Linked DNA regions of Gasterosteus aculeatus: region 2 is linked to region 1. A link is a contact called in public Hi-C data. All regions are on one chromosome and are shown on one strand. Each heading gives the region's core, a stretch centred on a gene start, on an enhancer-like site or on the middle of the called end of the contact. The rest is flanking DNA. Distances are from core to core; before and after follow the strand shown. Region 1 holds the start of cdh11 (cadherin 11, type 2, OB-cadherin (osteoblast)). Region 2 overlaps cdh11 (cadherin 11, type 2, OB-cadherin (osteoblast)).

The links. A called contact is a pair of places that touch in the nucleus more often than the background predicts.
Region 2: a Hi-C map of skeletal muscle shows a contact between it and region 1, with 2.8 times the contacts expected there. The contact joins the enhancer-like site here to the promoter of cdh11 in region 1. A contact is called at or near these places in 2 of 6 Hi-C or Micro-C datasets (skeletal muscle and whole body).

Annotation. Positions count from the first base shown.
Region 1 is chr6:18,860,639-18,868,468 of fGasAcu3.hap1.1, reverse strand. cdh11 (cadherin 11, type 2, OB-cadherin (osteoblast)) reads right to left here and starts at 4,385. Exons shown (of 16, transcript XM_040178734.2): 1 at 3,859-4,385.
Region 2 is chr6:18,912,716-18,920,545 of fGasAcu3.hap1.1, reverse strand. It overlaps cdh11 (cadherin 11, type 2, OB-cadherin (osteoblast)), which reads right to left. Exons shown (of 16, transcript XM_040178734.2): 8 at 6,870-7,057; 9 at 2,319-2,432; 10 at 2,095-2,234; 11 at 1,445-1,581. Among protein-coding and RNA genes, the nearest start is that of cdh11, 53 kb to the right of the region's middle. Within about 2 kb of position 2,700, at least 7 of the 9 cell types and tissues checked have open chromatin away from gene starts, as enhancers often do.

The DNA.
Region 1 (7,830 bases), core at 3,136-5,635:
TGCGCTTGTAGAAGGTAAAGGTACCGCACAGACACACACACACACACACTCACCAGCGGTGCTCAGATCAATATGGCCGTCCATCTGCTGTAATCAATTGTCATTCCGATCGGATCGACGGCGCCGCGCTCACATCATCGAGGGTCCAATCCACGGAATTGCTCGTTAGTCCTAAATTGGCATCGACCCGAGCTCCTCCTCCTCGTGGTCTCCAGGCGGCCCGCGCCGCTCCCCTCTGAGCGTGGGTATGTGTGGGGCCGGAGGTCAAAGGTCAGGCTAACCGAAGAGCAGTAAAAGAACCGGCGTTCACGTCGGCGAGCTGAGGCGTGACCCCCCCGCGGGCGGCTTCGAGATGAACGGCGAGCTGCATCGAGTCCCAGGAATGTGGAGCGCAGGCGGACTAAGTGAATCCACATGAGCCCCGAGAGAGAGAGAGTCCGCGTAAACCACAGAGGACCACCTGCGCCCCACAAGCAGCAGAAGACCCCCCTCAATCGACGCAAACAAATGAGCCACTGTCCTTCTGTCTCCCAGGTGGGCAAGTTAAGACATTAGAGGTCAGAAACCGGAACAACCGACTCCGTCATTTAATCTATCTGAGGCCGGAGATTAGAGATATAATCCCATCAGGCCGCCGTGGGATACGTAGAATCAGCGTGTCATCTACCTCTGAGCAGGAGACACGCGCACACGGACGTGAAATCAATGAGTCACAGGGAAGTTTAGGAAAAACCGGCAAGCAAGTAAGACGCGTAACGCGGACACGAGCAACAACGGCGCTAACGTGGCTTCCAGCTAGCGACGAGCTTTAAAGAGCCGTCCTCTCCCATTACACTTCATTGTGTAACACGCGTCGCGTTACATTCATTCATTGTGTTACATTCATTGTGTTACATTCATTCATGGTGTTACATTCATTCGCGAACACGGGCAGCAACGAAAGAAGAAGAAAGAACACCCCCCCCCCCCCCCCCCCAGAGGTAACAGAAGCCTCATAGTGGACATGCTTCTCCAAACAGGGTGTGTGTGTGTGTGTGTGTGTGTGTGTGTGTGTGTGTGTGTGTGTGTGTGTGTGTGTGTGTGTGTGTGTGTGTGTGTGCAGATTGAATCTTGCCTCCGTGGAAAGACTAACTACCTCTCCATCTCTCTGACAGACAGACAGAGGGATAAAAGCCAGAGAGGTGGGGGAGGTGGGGGAGGTGGGGGGGGTTTGGAAAGGATTAGAAAGCAGAAGACGGAGCAGAGCGGCTGCAGCGAAGCCCAACAGCTCCCTCTGTCGTCACCCAGAGACGGTCTGCTCCTTCTCGTCCTCTTCACCCGTCTGTCCATCCCCGTCCCTCCCCATGTCCCTCCCTCCTTTCACGGCTCCAAAGGAACAAGCCGGCGATGCCACGGTCTGTGAGAACGTAGCAGCTGGCAGCTAATTAAATCTAACGATTACAGTGTAATAAATAAATCCCTGTGTCTCGCTGGCTCCCTGCTGCGCCACGTCAGTTCCTTTAAAACTCAGCCCACTTGGCCACAGATCTTTGTTTTCACTCTTCACCAAAGTGGAGAAGTCTCCTCGGCTCGCGGGCCGGTGGGATCTAGAAAAGCGCCTCCCAACAGCCACCCTCTCGTGGTTCTGACTGTGAGGAGCAGAACCCTTTTAGAAGTTCTGAAGGCGAGCACAGCTGACCTGGAATCACCGTGTGTGTGTGTGTGTGTGTGTGTGTGTGTGTGTGTGTGTGTCCCTGGCCTGGTTGTGTCTCTTCACTTGTTTAATTGTATCCCGTCTCCTCTGCCAGCTGCTGATACCTTGGCTATTGGCTGAACATCAGTGAAATATCTGATACCCCCCCCCCCCCCCCCCGCCCCGCTTTCATCTGTCATCCAAGCCCCCCTGTAAATACCACAATGAGGTATCCGTACAAGAGGACGGCTGGATACAGGGGAAGTGAAGAAGAAGAAGAAGAGGAGGAGGAGGACTTTGACTCGGTGGCTCCCAAAGGGCGGGATGGAATACGGCGTAACCCCCCCCCCCCCCCCCCCCCCTCACCCCCCCTTCTCTCTCTCCTCCAACCGAATGACAGAAATACTGTTGCTCGGAGAACTAATTAGTGAGTCACGCAAACGTGCTGGGGAACAAATTAGTTCTTCTTTGGTGCTATTTACCAACAAAAAGAAGGAGCCCTTTGAGGGGGGAGAACATTCTCTTCTTCTGATGTGTCTTCTGAGTGGCCACTGAACCACAACGAACACTCGTACTACCAAAGGGAAGTTTATTTTCCTCTGCCATGTCTCTGCTCTGTAAGCTAATTAGCAAAATGCAGCTCAGTGCCGACAGATCAGAAACATGCAGCGTTTCACCTGAGGTTCCTACTCAGGACCTCACATTTCCTCCCCCATAACCAACCGGAGCTGCTACGTCAGCATGGTTGAAATATGTATATATTTTTAAATACACAATGGAAAAAGCAGCCCCCCCCCCCCCCTCAGTAAGAAAAACACTGTTGAATAAAATACAATAACCGCAAATTATTCACTCGGTGGCTCCCACAAGACTGAGGGGGTTTAGAGGCAGGCGTGAGGGGTGGGAGAAGGAGCAGAGAGGAGCGTGGGAGAGACATTAAATGCAGAGGAGGTGGGTGGGGGGAGTGGGGGGGGGTTCAGAGCAACAGGGTGTGAGAGACGGCGGGAGAGAGGTGAGGAGAGGGAGAGGCGGGGGAGATATTATTGCCTGCTTGAGAGCAGCAATCTTGAGTTGTGCCGTGAATACCAACAGGGTGCACAGCCCTCCAGTCAACGCCTCCCCCCTCTCCCCCCTCTCCCCGTCTCTCCCCGTCTCTCCCCCTCTGCTCCCCCGTTGAAGACTGCTCACATTTAACACCTATATATCTAACTTACTCCCCCTGTGAAAAAGAATGCCTCGGCGGCAGCGCAATAGTCCATACACCCGCATCCTGCGAAGGGACCGAGGGGAGGTGATGTGGCCCCGCAGCGGCGACGGGACCAGACGCGCGGCCCCGATTCAGCGCACAAATGCGCCGGAGCGACGTGTTCGGGGTTTTTTTTGTGCAGTTTCAGGGCTGCTGGCGCGGCTCTCCAGTCCGCTGAGGCGACGTCAAGACTGCCGAGAACAGGAGCCGCTCCTCGGAGGCGTAAAACGAGCAAACACTAAACGGGACGCGGCCGGACCGACGCAGATGCAGCCGTCGCTCCAAGAAGTAACCACTCGTGGTTTTCTGTGGAAACGTGGTCACGAAAGCGATGCTGTTATTTTGACTTGAATGCTGCGATCTGACAGAGACGCGCACACGCACGCGCACGCAGAGCCGGACGGGGATCCAAAGAAAAGTTGTGCGTCGCCGTAACGCGGAGACAACGGGAGAGGCACCGAGGCGGCGGAGGGAGGGAGGGAGGGAGAAGAGGGAGAGAAAGACCACTGAGGTTAGTCTCTACGTGGCCAGACACACGCACACGAAGGCACGCACACGCGACAAAACAAAAGATAGATAGATACTGTGCTGGAAGAAGAAAGGAAATCAGTCAAAGCTTTGTTTTTGTGACAAATGGTGAGCGGAGAAAAGTCTGCGCGGCTTCAGCCAGCAGCGCAATGATTGCGCCGCGCACCGTCTCCGTCGCCAATGCGCAAAGGCTCTGCGGGCTTCTCCTGTCTGATTACGCATTTGCAGACAAATAAGGGGGTCCGACATCCTCTCACAGTGGCCGTTTTATAGACATACGGTGTGTGTGTGTGTGTGTGTGTGTGTGTGTGTGTGAGCCCACTATCTCCCCAGCATCCCGGGAACCGGAACACTTCACTCCGGTAAAAGCCTCTGCGCCGCAGAAAGCGGAGTCCTTTAACTCGGTCCTTACCTTGGAAGTGAGACACTCCGCGCGCACTCCGCCTCTCCAAGGAAATCCCCCCGATACATGCAAGCCAGCCGAAAACGGTCACTTCTCTCAACAAGTACGGCTTCTGTCATCGGATGTCCACCATCCACCGATGGAAACCCAGCTGTGTTTCTGGTTGCTTGGAGAAGACGAGGGCACCACGAAGAAAAACCAAACCCCAAATGTTCTTTCTGGAGCGCAGGGGCAAAATAAAGAAGCAGAAGAAGAAGAAGAAAAAAAAGAAGCAGGGCTCAAAGATGATGAAAAAAGAAATGACAGCAGCGCGTCTCGATTCCGAGATTGAAGTGACGAAGAGGAGAGGGGATGGTGGTGAGAGAGCTGGTGGAGCTGGTGGAGCTGGTGGGGAAAGAGGGAAATCACCGGAGCATCCCTCCCTCCTTCGGGTATCAAAATCCGTTCCCGTCAGAGCCGTTTATCCGTCCTCTCTCCAAGAGCTTCGGGAGCGGTGTGAGGGGAACAGAACGAGCGCGCAGCAGCAACGGGAGAGGGGGAGGGATGGGGGAGGCGGAGGGAGGGACACGGAGGGACGTTGCGGCCGATGGAGGGCGTTGGAAACTACAGTAATTTATCTTCTGCCTGCATATTCCGGGCTTGTTATAGTAATAATATAACGTTTTGTCTTATGGGTGGTATTTAAATGTTGCATCCTGGGACTGTGAGGATACGGAATATGAATAATATCATGTGAAATTAGATATTTTAATAATCACTTTATTGGCAAGATTTTTTTCCTGATGGTTGTTAAAAAAAAAAAAAAAAACTTCTGCTGAGTAAGTTGTTTTTTTTATGTAATAGAGAATTTTGGTTATTTGTATTGAAGCTGTGATGCTGCTCATTGCTTCAGACCGAGAGGCTGCAGCACAACGAGCCCTGCGCGCGCGCGTGTTTTGGGGGCGGTAGTGAATGCAACAGTTGCTCTTTCGTCATTGGCTGAGAGCAGTGTCCAACCGCTGCTACAGCAGGTTTAGAATCTCACAGGCAGCCAATGAGAGGAGAGGAGGGGCCTGTGGAGGGCGGAGCAACTCGGGCATCACTCAGTGACTCTCTCCATCTCGTAATAGTGTTAAATAGTCACACTCATGGGGGCATTCGTGAAGTTATTAAAGCGTTGGCACCTTAAACTCTTCTGACTCATAATCCAATGTTTTCACGGAAAAAACCTAGAAATGTCAAAACGAGCAGTGAGCGTCAGTAATGAGCACGTTAGCACCGGTTAGCGGTTCAGCTCTACATTGTGGGGCCATGATGGAGCCAGGTGTCATGATGGGGTCTTAACAGTCTCCGCCCTCACGGAGCTGGGTCGATTGTACGTCTTTTGTCATCCGTCTGATCTTCAGCGACTTGACGGACATGCAGCAGGTCGGTGGTCCTGAGTTAGCTCCTAGCTACGATAGCTTCCTGAGTCTGCCTGTGTGTATGTGTGTGAACAATAACTGGGACCACAACAACAACAACGCAGCAGCGTCCGGTGTCTCTAAGCAGACCTTTTATTAGCGTCTGTCTTTTTGTAAAGCTGATACGGAGCTCATGAGCCAGAGATACTGCAGGCAGGAGCTTTGTTTTACACAAGACGGTAATATTACCTTGGATGCAGAATGACATTATTAGGTTAAGACAAAGGACAGCTTGTCAACAAGATCTATTTTCTGCAGCCGCCTTTTTGCTCACACGCTTTATTTCTGTGTGTCGTAAACAAGTGTACACAAATGTATTTGAAATTCTCATAACCAAACTCCTCATATCTTTTTTCTTTTACATTTTATGCCGAAGCGAGAGGCAACGACGCAACGCTGAGAAGTAAAGGAGACAATTAGTTCTGTATCTCTTCCTCTTCTTCAAAGACTCGCAGCTCCGCGGCTTGTAAAGCTCGTACGTGCTCACCTTTCCCTCAGGTGATGAACCAGGATAAAACCGCTCTAGTAAATGTTTACGTCTCCAATTCGACGACCTCGGTTATTTCTCTCCCGGCGAGGTTTTTGTGTTTGTTGCTTTTTAAGTAATGTGTCATCAGTGGAGGTCTTCGTATGTGAGGTGATAGCTGGACTATATGTGGCCCCAGTACAGCAGGGTCCGTTATGCACCGGTTCAGCTTCTGTAGTTGTACTCTTCGGTAATGTGACACACAGTTTGTCACTTTGACCCCCCCCCCCCCACCATGCGCGCGCGCACACACACACACACACACACACACACACACTATTGTATTACACTGCCTGAAGCTCCTGAACCTCTTGGACTAAATCTCTGACTTTTCACGTCTACAGTTACTGCAGAAATAATCCTGATTGTAATATTCCTGAAGAGGTTTGCCGCCTGGTGTACTGTGGGACCGGTCGTTAGAACTCCAAAAGCTGAGGCCCTCTGGCCTCCTGCACCCCAAGGCGCCTTCGCCCTGTCACGGATCATGCTCTGTAAAGTGGGTCTCTCGCAGTTTGACATGTGTTTGTGCTGACTGGCTAGTTGTCGACACGCCACAGAACGTATAGACTGAGTCCCGTGAGGTGAGCATCTCTGAGGAGACGCCCTTCACAGCATCACGTAACCGTGTGCGTGTGTGCGTGTGTGTGTGTGCGTGTGTGCTTGAGGCTGATTCAGTAAGTAACTACATGTTTTAAAGCCACATTTGACTGTTACCATCTCACCAGAAACACAAACACATGCTGGATGTGCAGCAACGCTCTGATTTATATTCCGACGGCGTATCTTTTTTTTTTTTACTCATTAGTCGATATAAATGTAAATTGCATATGTTTGGTTTGGAAACGGCTTTGTAACTTATTAAGCTTCAGGATCAAACTGCGGAGCTATTTTTCCATCTGCCAATTAACGTTCCTGTTAAAAAGCCGAGTGCATTTTTTCCTCGTTATCACCCGAGAGTGGTCTGCAAAGAGATACCAATAAGTCACTCGGCCCTCTTTGGTCTTTAGGTCTTTGTAAAAAAAAAAAAAAAACTTAATTTGATAAGTTGGGTGAGTTTTTTACCACGTTAACATAAAAGATCAGCGAGTAAAGTAACTTGAGTTCCACTAAAAAATGAATAATTACATCCAACAATTAAGCAAAGACTGTTGATGGCATGATGCTACTAGAAATGGTTGTTATTGGTTACAACGAACTTTGGAAAAAGCACAGTCGCTTCCCTTTGACGAATGTTTGCAACGAGAAGCATCTTCTGTGACAATAAGACAGTTGAATGAAGATCTTTTGTGAAGATGAGACATTCAAGTCAAGATTTGTTCTGATGAGGCATTTGCATAACAGCTTCTTTTCTACTTTTATAATAAAAACTGACTCTACAAATAAAACAGACAATATTCTTGTTCCAAATTGCTTCTTATTTGTGGATAAAGTCCCCGTTCCCCCCCCCCCCCCCCCCTCACATTCACTCGCTGGCCTACAAATGTCCTTTTACATACATGTGAATATCAAAGGTATAAAATGCATACTAGCACTGCCCCCCCCCCGTTTATCACACCCACTTCAATTCAATTTGGGACTGTCGGCACGGTAACTGAGCTGGGGGGGGGGGCGGGTAAAGGGGATGTCTTAAGAGGGAAGGGGCGGGGCTTGATTTGGAGAGGGACGGCCGGGGAACCATCCATCCAGGTTCTATACCTGTTTATTCATAATTAATGACATCAGAGAGGCTGGAGAAATGATCCGGACGGACACAAGGATGGAGGGGGGGGTTCTGTTTAGGCGTAGCAACACAGCGCCAAGGAGTGAGTTGCTGAGGCGAAGCTAGAGAATTAAAGAGAGAGAGAGAGAGATCTGGAGGTGGAGAGAGGGAGAACAGAGAGCGGCCTTGTGTACGAGTTAGCGGCGCGGAGCAGAGCTGCATAGCAATCACTTGTTTTCCATCTTTAAATCAGCCAGACAATGCTAAGCAGCAGCCCGCCTCCCACTTTCTACACTCGTTTAATCAGAGTACTC
Region 2 (7,830 bases), core at 1,451-3,950, 54 kb before region 1:
ACGCGCACACACACAAACACACACACACACACGTAGTTTAAGTCATCCGTATTCTGCAGCGTACTCAAGTCGTTGTTGGCGTTGTGATCCACGTGCACCAAACACGCAGCCAGCTGTGAATATCTGCAATGGCCACTCAACTGTTGCTTTGCGTTTTGCAGATTTGCAGCACATTATAAACATGTAGTAGCCATGATCACATCTCATCGCCTCTCGGTCAAAATATTCATCCAGAGAATTAGCAAAGAAAGTTTTCTTTTGTTTCAACACTGCACTACCTCTTATATTTGTAATTCTAGTCGCTCCGGCTTCCCTCTCTGCCCTGTCATTACCAGGCATTTATTTAGCCATCCAGGGCCTCTTAGCGGTTTGCAAGGGTCCTCGTTTCGTGGGCGGCGAGCCCGTTTCCATCTGGCCGTCTGGCGTCTAGCACGCCACAGGGAAACCACGCGGCGCTCTGGCAGCTCCAGCCCCGACCACAGAATACCAGGGCGGGCTTCTGTGGCTTGCTAGCTGCAGATGTTTAAAAAAAAAAAGGAAGAAAGAAAAGAAAATGGTGGGGTCGGAGCCGGAAGGGAGGGGGGGGGGGGCGGCGGAGGGCCTCTGAGTCGACTGGCGTTTCCCTCCGCTCGCCCCTCGCTGCTTGTGGTGGGAATGGAAAATGTTCCAGGGTGTGCCTCAACTTTGGTTTTTCAAAGCGTCACAGCGCCGCGGCCGCCTTGTTTACTCAGTAACAGTGATGTGGAGACACGAGAGAGGAGGACGTGGGCCTTCTGCTTCTCTCTCGTGTCTCCACATCACACAACCTTGTCAGAAGTTTGAATCCAAATCTTTTTGCCACAAGCGGGACATTCACTCAATAGCCAGATGATTTGTTTTCCGGCTACGTGAAGACAACACGCGACGCCATGTCGGCAAACCTCTTACACAATGCAGCAGTTACCTGCAATACCGGGGGGTGGAGGGGGGGTAACGCCTGGTTCCAATTGACTAACGTAGCACCGCCGAGCATCTGCAGAACGCTAATCCCTCCTGGATGATTCTGAATATATAATTCGTTCCCAAGGTTTTAAGCAGTTCTTCCCTGACATTCACAGCAAAAAAAAAAAGGAAAAATGCTAACTTTAGTCTTAGCCGGGGGGGGGGAAAGAAAAATTAAGGGCAGCAGCTTGAATCCACTTAAATGTTGTACACTTAAGATGTCGTGCAGTTTCCCCGGCGCCACAGAATGACAGGTTGGGCTGCGGATGCCTTCTTTCATTTCCCTCCTTTAGTCCGTCTTTAATTTTGCCTCCATCTTAGAGCGGAATCTATCTGGTTTAGCGTTTCAGTCACACACGTGTCCGTGGATCAGCAGCCGCCTCACCTCCAAGCCGTCCTGAAGGACGCGTACGTCTTGTGTGCGTGCGCGTGTGTGCGTGCGCGTGTGTGCGTGCGTTCCTACCTATCTCTGTGGCCGACACAGAGATGTTGTGCCAGTTCTGTGCCTCTCTGTCCAGCGGCCTGGTGGTGGTGATCATGCCGTCTTCCGGGTTCACTCTGAAGAACTGCTCTATGTCGGTGTACAGAGGGATCATGTACCTACACGGGGGGGTGGAGACAAACACGTTGTTACACGAGAGTCCCTAGTGGTTTTCCTGAGCTGGCCGCTGTAAGATGAAGTGTTACGAGAGGGGAACGTGGAGCTTTCAGGTGGATTGTTGTAGAGATAATTCAGTTACCAAAAAACAACAATTTAGCAAGCATCTATTTGTAGAGGCAACATCACTGCGTTTATAGGAGATAAATAAATAAAGTGATAAATAAAGCTACTAACTCGGTGTGTTTCTTCGTTGTTTTTATAATCCTTTTTTGCGTCGCTATTCTGTTGAAACCTCTTTTATCTGTCTTCTGCATGAAAATGTGTTGTGCAACGCCAAGTTTCTTCAAGTTATATTGTTTGTTCGCTCTAGCTGAAGGAATCTATTGCAATTGTTTGTTTTTGTTTTTTGGCAATTTTCCAATTTACACTGGTTGGAAAAATGTAAATTCCTCCACTGCAGCGAGCGTGACTCAGTGAGTGTGTCTGTGCGCGCGTTTGTGTTTCCTTGTTACCTGACGGGATTGTTGGCCACATCCGTGTCCTTGGCGTGGACTCGTCCCACCGCCGTTCCTTCAGGTGCGTTCTCCTCCACCTCAAACGTGTAGCTGGCGGCTACGAACACGGGAGGCTCATCTGCATCCTCCACTGATATCTGCAGACAAACACACACACAGTTAGAAGATGCCACACGCACGCTCACACAATGAAATCTGTCTGCTTTATTACACACGTGTACCTTTATTGTTGCTTCGTCCTTATACGGACCCCATGCAATGTATTGGGGGTCAATATACGGGTTGGATCCCTCCACCTTCAAAGTGTACGACCTTTTAGTCTCAAAGTCCACATGCTGGGAGAGAAAGAGACAACGAGTCATTTAATCAGTAACAAAGCGCACGGCTCTTTCATCAAACATCAGCTGTACACACGTTGGTAGTGCGTCATCTTTGTGCGGCGTCTGATCCCCATCGATCCAAAGTCCATTCAGAAAAGCAGCGCTTTAAAAGCCGTCTGCTTGTTGTTGTCTTGCAGACAGACTTGACACCGCCATGAGTCGCACAATTGAATGTGCGGCCCGGACGATACCGCTGAGCTGTGGTAGGGGGCGCTGTTGCCTCATGAATGAAAACGCTCACATTATCCCACCACTGCTGCTACACACCAACACAGTGACCTGACTGCAGGTATGAGATGTGTCATATGAGATAGGATCGCATATGACATCAGACGTTTTGGACCAAACTAAAATATTTGGTTGTTTCTATTAACGAAAACACTAAAAGTCTGTTTTTAATGAGGCCGGATGAGGTTGTGGAGTCTGGGAAATCACATGATTCAAGGGAGTAGTAAGTGTTTGGGTGTGGGGGATGAATTTCAAAACTTCAGTTAGTTGTTATTTTATTATTTTAAGTAGTTTTATATTTCTTAAGCCGTTTATTATCATGGTAAGGCAATTGATAATACGCTATCATTAAAAGTCTCCGTAAAAAAGCCAACGTAAAACCCCGAGGTTCAATTCAATGCACTCGCTTTGAACCAAGCTCCAGGTCACTTGCTCCGTACCACTGAGTTCTAACGGCTTTGATATTAAACCGACGCCAGTGTGTGCGTTGGGGTGCGCAGCTCGACTCCCCACGTCGCCGTCCTCTCGGCCCCCCCGTCTACGCACCTTCCTCTGTCTCCTCATTTCTTCTTCTGCGCCGAGCGCTCGCGGGGAAAAGTCAACAAATGCGTTGGCAGTCATTGTATGAAATTCCTAATACCAAAGGGAGGCTGTGCGCCATGATCACGAGGACTCGTGCGCCGCCAGCAGCACTCGGCCGCTCATCCGCCGCTCCGTCGTAGCCTTAATCACTCACTCTTATGGGTGTCATTGGCGTATTATGAACCCAGATAATAACCACTTTGCTCCCCTCCGCAACACTTTTTACTTCAGCCACTGTGACTGATGTTAAGCTGGCGAAGTCCCAGGAGCAGGTTGGTCTTTTCATCTTGCCATCGCTTAATGAAACCCCAGTGGGAGCAGAGCGGCTCATGAGCCCTGTGTGAAGGGTTGCAGGTTTTACGAGTCCCGACTCCGGCGGCAACCTCTGTTTCTGAGGAGTGAGGCCAAGGCTGAACTGTCTTAAACGTTCTTGTTTCTTACGGGACGTTGTGGTGAGACACCTTTTTGTTGTGAAAAAGGAGTCTGATGAGTAATTAACTCCCCTTGATTTCCCTCAGTAATCATTGTAAACCTGCGTTTATGGTCAAGTATTCTCCAGCACAGCAGGATGTTCATTGAGTAAATTATCGTCCATTGAGACTCAAAGTATTAAAGTATGCTTTAGGGCGGGGCTTACTGTGATTGACAGCTTGCCACCAGACAGGTGTCCAACGTCTCAGGAGTCCACAACCAAACATTATGGACGGAAGCTTCCACTTGAAAAGATCTAGCATCACAGAATGTCTCATCTTGTACTTTACGCGATACAAAGTTGTGAACTAGCCGAGCAGAGAGAAGAGGGCGAACGCCAGCAAACGCCAGCAACGCGACATCGGCGTTTCCCTTTGGTGGTCCGTGATCAAAGATGGCGGCCCCGTCTCCACCGTCCCCGGCTATTGCCTCTGCAAACGGACTCGCGGCAGCTCTGTCCTCTGATCCGTTTCCCCGTGACTCCACGCTGCGGGGACGCCGCCGCCTCCTCCGTCTCGATTGTTCCATCGCGTCCGTGTTTAGCGCGTCGATGACGGGTACCGCGCTCGTCGGTTTTGTGACCCAGTTCTTTCGTTTTCTTCGTCACGCTCCGTCTCTTTGCCTCTCTCTTCCGCTTCCATCTCGTAGAACTCTGCCTTCATTCTCCCCCCCTTTCCTCAGCAGTGTGAGATAATAATATTCACAATAAAGCCCCCCTCCACCCCCCTCCATCACCAACACACACATGCACACTCGCCTCCTTAATATTCTGTGGACTGCTTTCGTCAGGACACAGTTGAAAGAGAATAGCTGATTAAAGCTCATCCCCGTGTGTGTGTGTGTGTGTGTGTGTGTGTGTGTGTGTGAGAGAGAGAATAGAGATTAGTTAGGCTACTCCACACGCTGATTTGAAAGAGTGTGACTTTAACTGTGTAAGGTACCTTGAGGGGCTAAAGGTGTTAATTTCCCCCGAGAGTAATCATGACACACACACACACACACATTGAATCAGCGTCAGCCTATTAAGCATTCGTTCCAGGAGACACGTGGATCCATGTTGACGGATTGTTGTGTGATGGCTCCTGCCGTCAGTCATGGAACAATATTTCATCCGCTGCGCTCTCAACATCCACCGCCGCTACGGTGATGTTTTACAGCCACGCTGTGTCTGTGTGTGTGTGTGTGTGTGTGTGTGTGGCACCAGACTGATTTTACAAGGACTGTCCTGTTTCCTTTCAGTTATGGAGTTGATGTTCACACATGCACTTAATTTAAAGTTTTCCGTCAAGTCGCACGCACACACACACACACACACATCGTGCCCCACTTGAGTGTAATCAGCTGCTCTCATTTCATTGATTGGGCTGTCCTGCTTTGCTCATCAGTGCATTTAGTGAACTTGTAGTTGGATCCGTCTTTGAAAACCACACATTTAAACAATTCACAATGTGTGTTTTTCCAACCTTTTATCTGTAATAACCTGGGTTCTCCCAACTCTAACCTCAGTTTTTTACTTATCTAGGGATTAGTGCCTTGCTCCAGAGTCTGCACAGTGACGTCATTGCTGTCTGGACAAAGAATCACTCTAATGCACGTGCTGTAATTACATATTTGGATGCCAAGTCTGCTTTTCTTGGTCCGGATCAAACCCAGGCGAGCCAGGCGTTGCTCACTTTGGAGCATCTTCATCAACTTTCAAAATAACGTATGGGAGAATACGGACATGGGTCTCTGGGTGAACAATACTTTTTTTCCTGGCTCAACAGCAGCATTAAGTCAGTGACGACATAAACAGCATCACAGATGAGTCTGTGCATTGGTTGAAATCCCCACACTAAACTGCTTTGTCTGGAGAAAAAGTGCCAGCTCGACTACATTTCTGTGCCGGCAAATTGAAAAAGTGGACAATGACGCACGAACGGAAGCAGCCGCCTTTTCAGCTCAAAGTGCTGTTGACCTCGTCTCTAAGAGAAGCCATCGGGAAGTCTGGACTTTCCCGTTGGCTTTTTAACATTCAAATCTTTGTCTGCGGCTTTTTGCCGAACAAATGGAACCTGACTTTGTTTCCCAGGTTGGAGCACCCTCTGCATTTTGGTCCACCCTCCAGTCAAAATAGCTACAATCAATATCTGCGAAGGCAAAGACTGAGCTGTATTGATGAACCTACAGACCCTATGGCCGGTTTCTGCCGAGCCTCGGGTTTATGGAGCTTTACACCGAGTTCCAGCTCATTGTGTGACAGCAGCGGTTCTGATTTGGTTCAAACGGACACAACAACACGGTCGTGAACTTAGTGGGGCGTTTAGCAGCTAAAGATTCCGATTTTTCCATCAAGATATGTTGGAGATGAAGAACCACAGCTGAAAGAGGGGCCGTACGAGCGATGATGCTCCTCCTTATGGTACGTTCACACCGAACGTGCCGCGACTGTGTCGCGTCACCTCAAACGCTCTAAACGCGGCGTCCATTCGTGGTCAATTCGCCAAAAACGCCTGGTGCTGCGTGGGGAATATGTCAGAGGGACGAGCGCACATAATTAGGAGAAAACCCGGTCAATTTTCAAAATAAGTAGTACCAAACGGCCCACGGATCGGTGGTTGGGGACCACTGCTTTATACTACTTAATATTTAGTATCAGTGTGTCGTTTAACAATACCATTACCCTACACTTTATTGTACTATATCCAGTGCAGTGATCGGGTGCGAGATCTTTCCCGGACCGGTCGATAGCGATAGGAATGTTTCAACTTTCGCGTTTGGGCATTTGCTACGTTTAACGCAACCTTACCCAAAATCTCGTTGACTTCGCCGTGATCTCGACACGAGAAAAGCGCTGCTCAATCACAGATCTGCGTCCCTCCGGCGTCATCGTCTCTGCATAGACTTTGTATGTAATCTTGGGGCGCAAAACGCTGGCGACGCGTTCGGTATGTACCGACGCGGTACGCGGGTAACGTACCGTTACCCGCTCAGTGCTAAAATAAGCAACCCGTGGCTGACGACGATGTCCCGCCAAGTTGTTCAAGTTAAAGTTGCGTTCGCAGCTTCCTTCTTCCTCCCAAGTGGCTAAAAACATCACCCAATACGTCGCAGCTCTTGTCCTGTCCTCACCTTCTTCAGTTTGATAACAGCCTCTCTGGTCTCTGAGTCGGTGCTCAGCTCAAACATGCTCAGTCCGTCTCCGTCTATTAGGCGGTAGGACACCATCCCGTTGTCTCCAAGGTCGGGGTCTTTGGCCTTAAGGCGGCCCACCTCCTCTCCGGGCACCTTATCCTCTGATACGGACATGGAATACACACCTGAGGAGGAAAAAGTAAAGACTATTAAACATGCTCAGGCACCGATGTCTGTCCCGTTTCATGGTATTCGACCCTCTTTTAGGGTCTCTGGGTAATTCCTGGCTGGCGGCCACTGTGTTTACTATCTGAGGCAGGGGTCAGCGTCGGAGGGCAGGGAGGCATTCACGTGAACTATGCCATCTGTGCGGTGTGGCCCGGAGGATGTTAAAAGTGTCAGGTGGGTGTGCGTCTGAGGGAGCGGACACCTGGCTTGTGGATTCAGAGCAGGAGGACCATATGTCTTCTGTTTACCCCTCGTCCCTCCTGTACTCCCTCCCCGCTTCATCTCATCGGTCTCATTTTAACTGTGAAACCCCGTCTTACTATCCAGTGGAATCATCGCTTTACCGCGTTACCATGACGTCGCAGTCCGCATCATCAAATTCATTTGGGGTCGTTTAGCTTCTAATGGGCAGAGGGAGGAGACTCGCAGGACCCGCAATCCATAAAAGCCTTCCACCCTCACCTCAAATCCCTCCTCTCCAGCCTCTCGCTCCTACTCTCACTTGCCTCTGACTCTTTTCCAGGTCACCCTTGCCAAATCCCCCCGCCGCCCCCCTTCATCCTCACCTCTCCTTACCCTCTCCTTCCTGTTGTACATCCCTCCACCTCCTTTGCTTTGCCTCTTCTGGCTAGGAGCTAATTTCATCCGTGCCCCCCCCCCCTTTTCCTCCCTCTCTCCTCCCGTCGTTCCATTCTTGCTTTTCCTAAGGAGCTTAACTTCGATGGCTCCT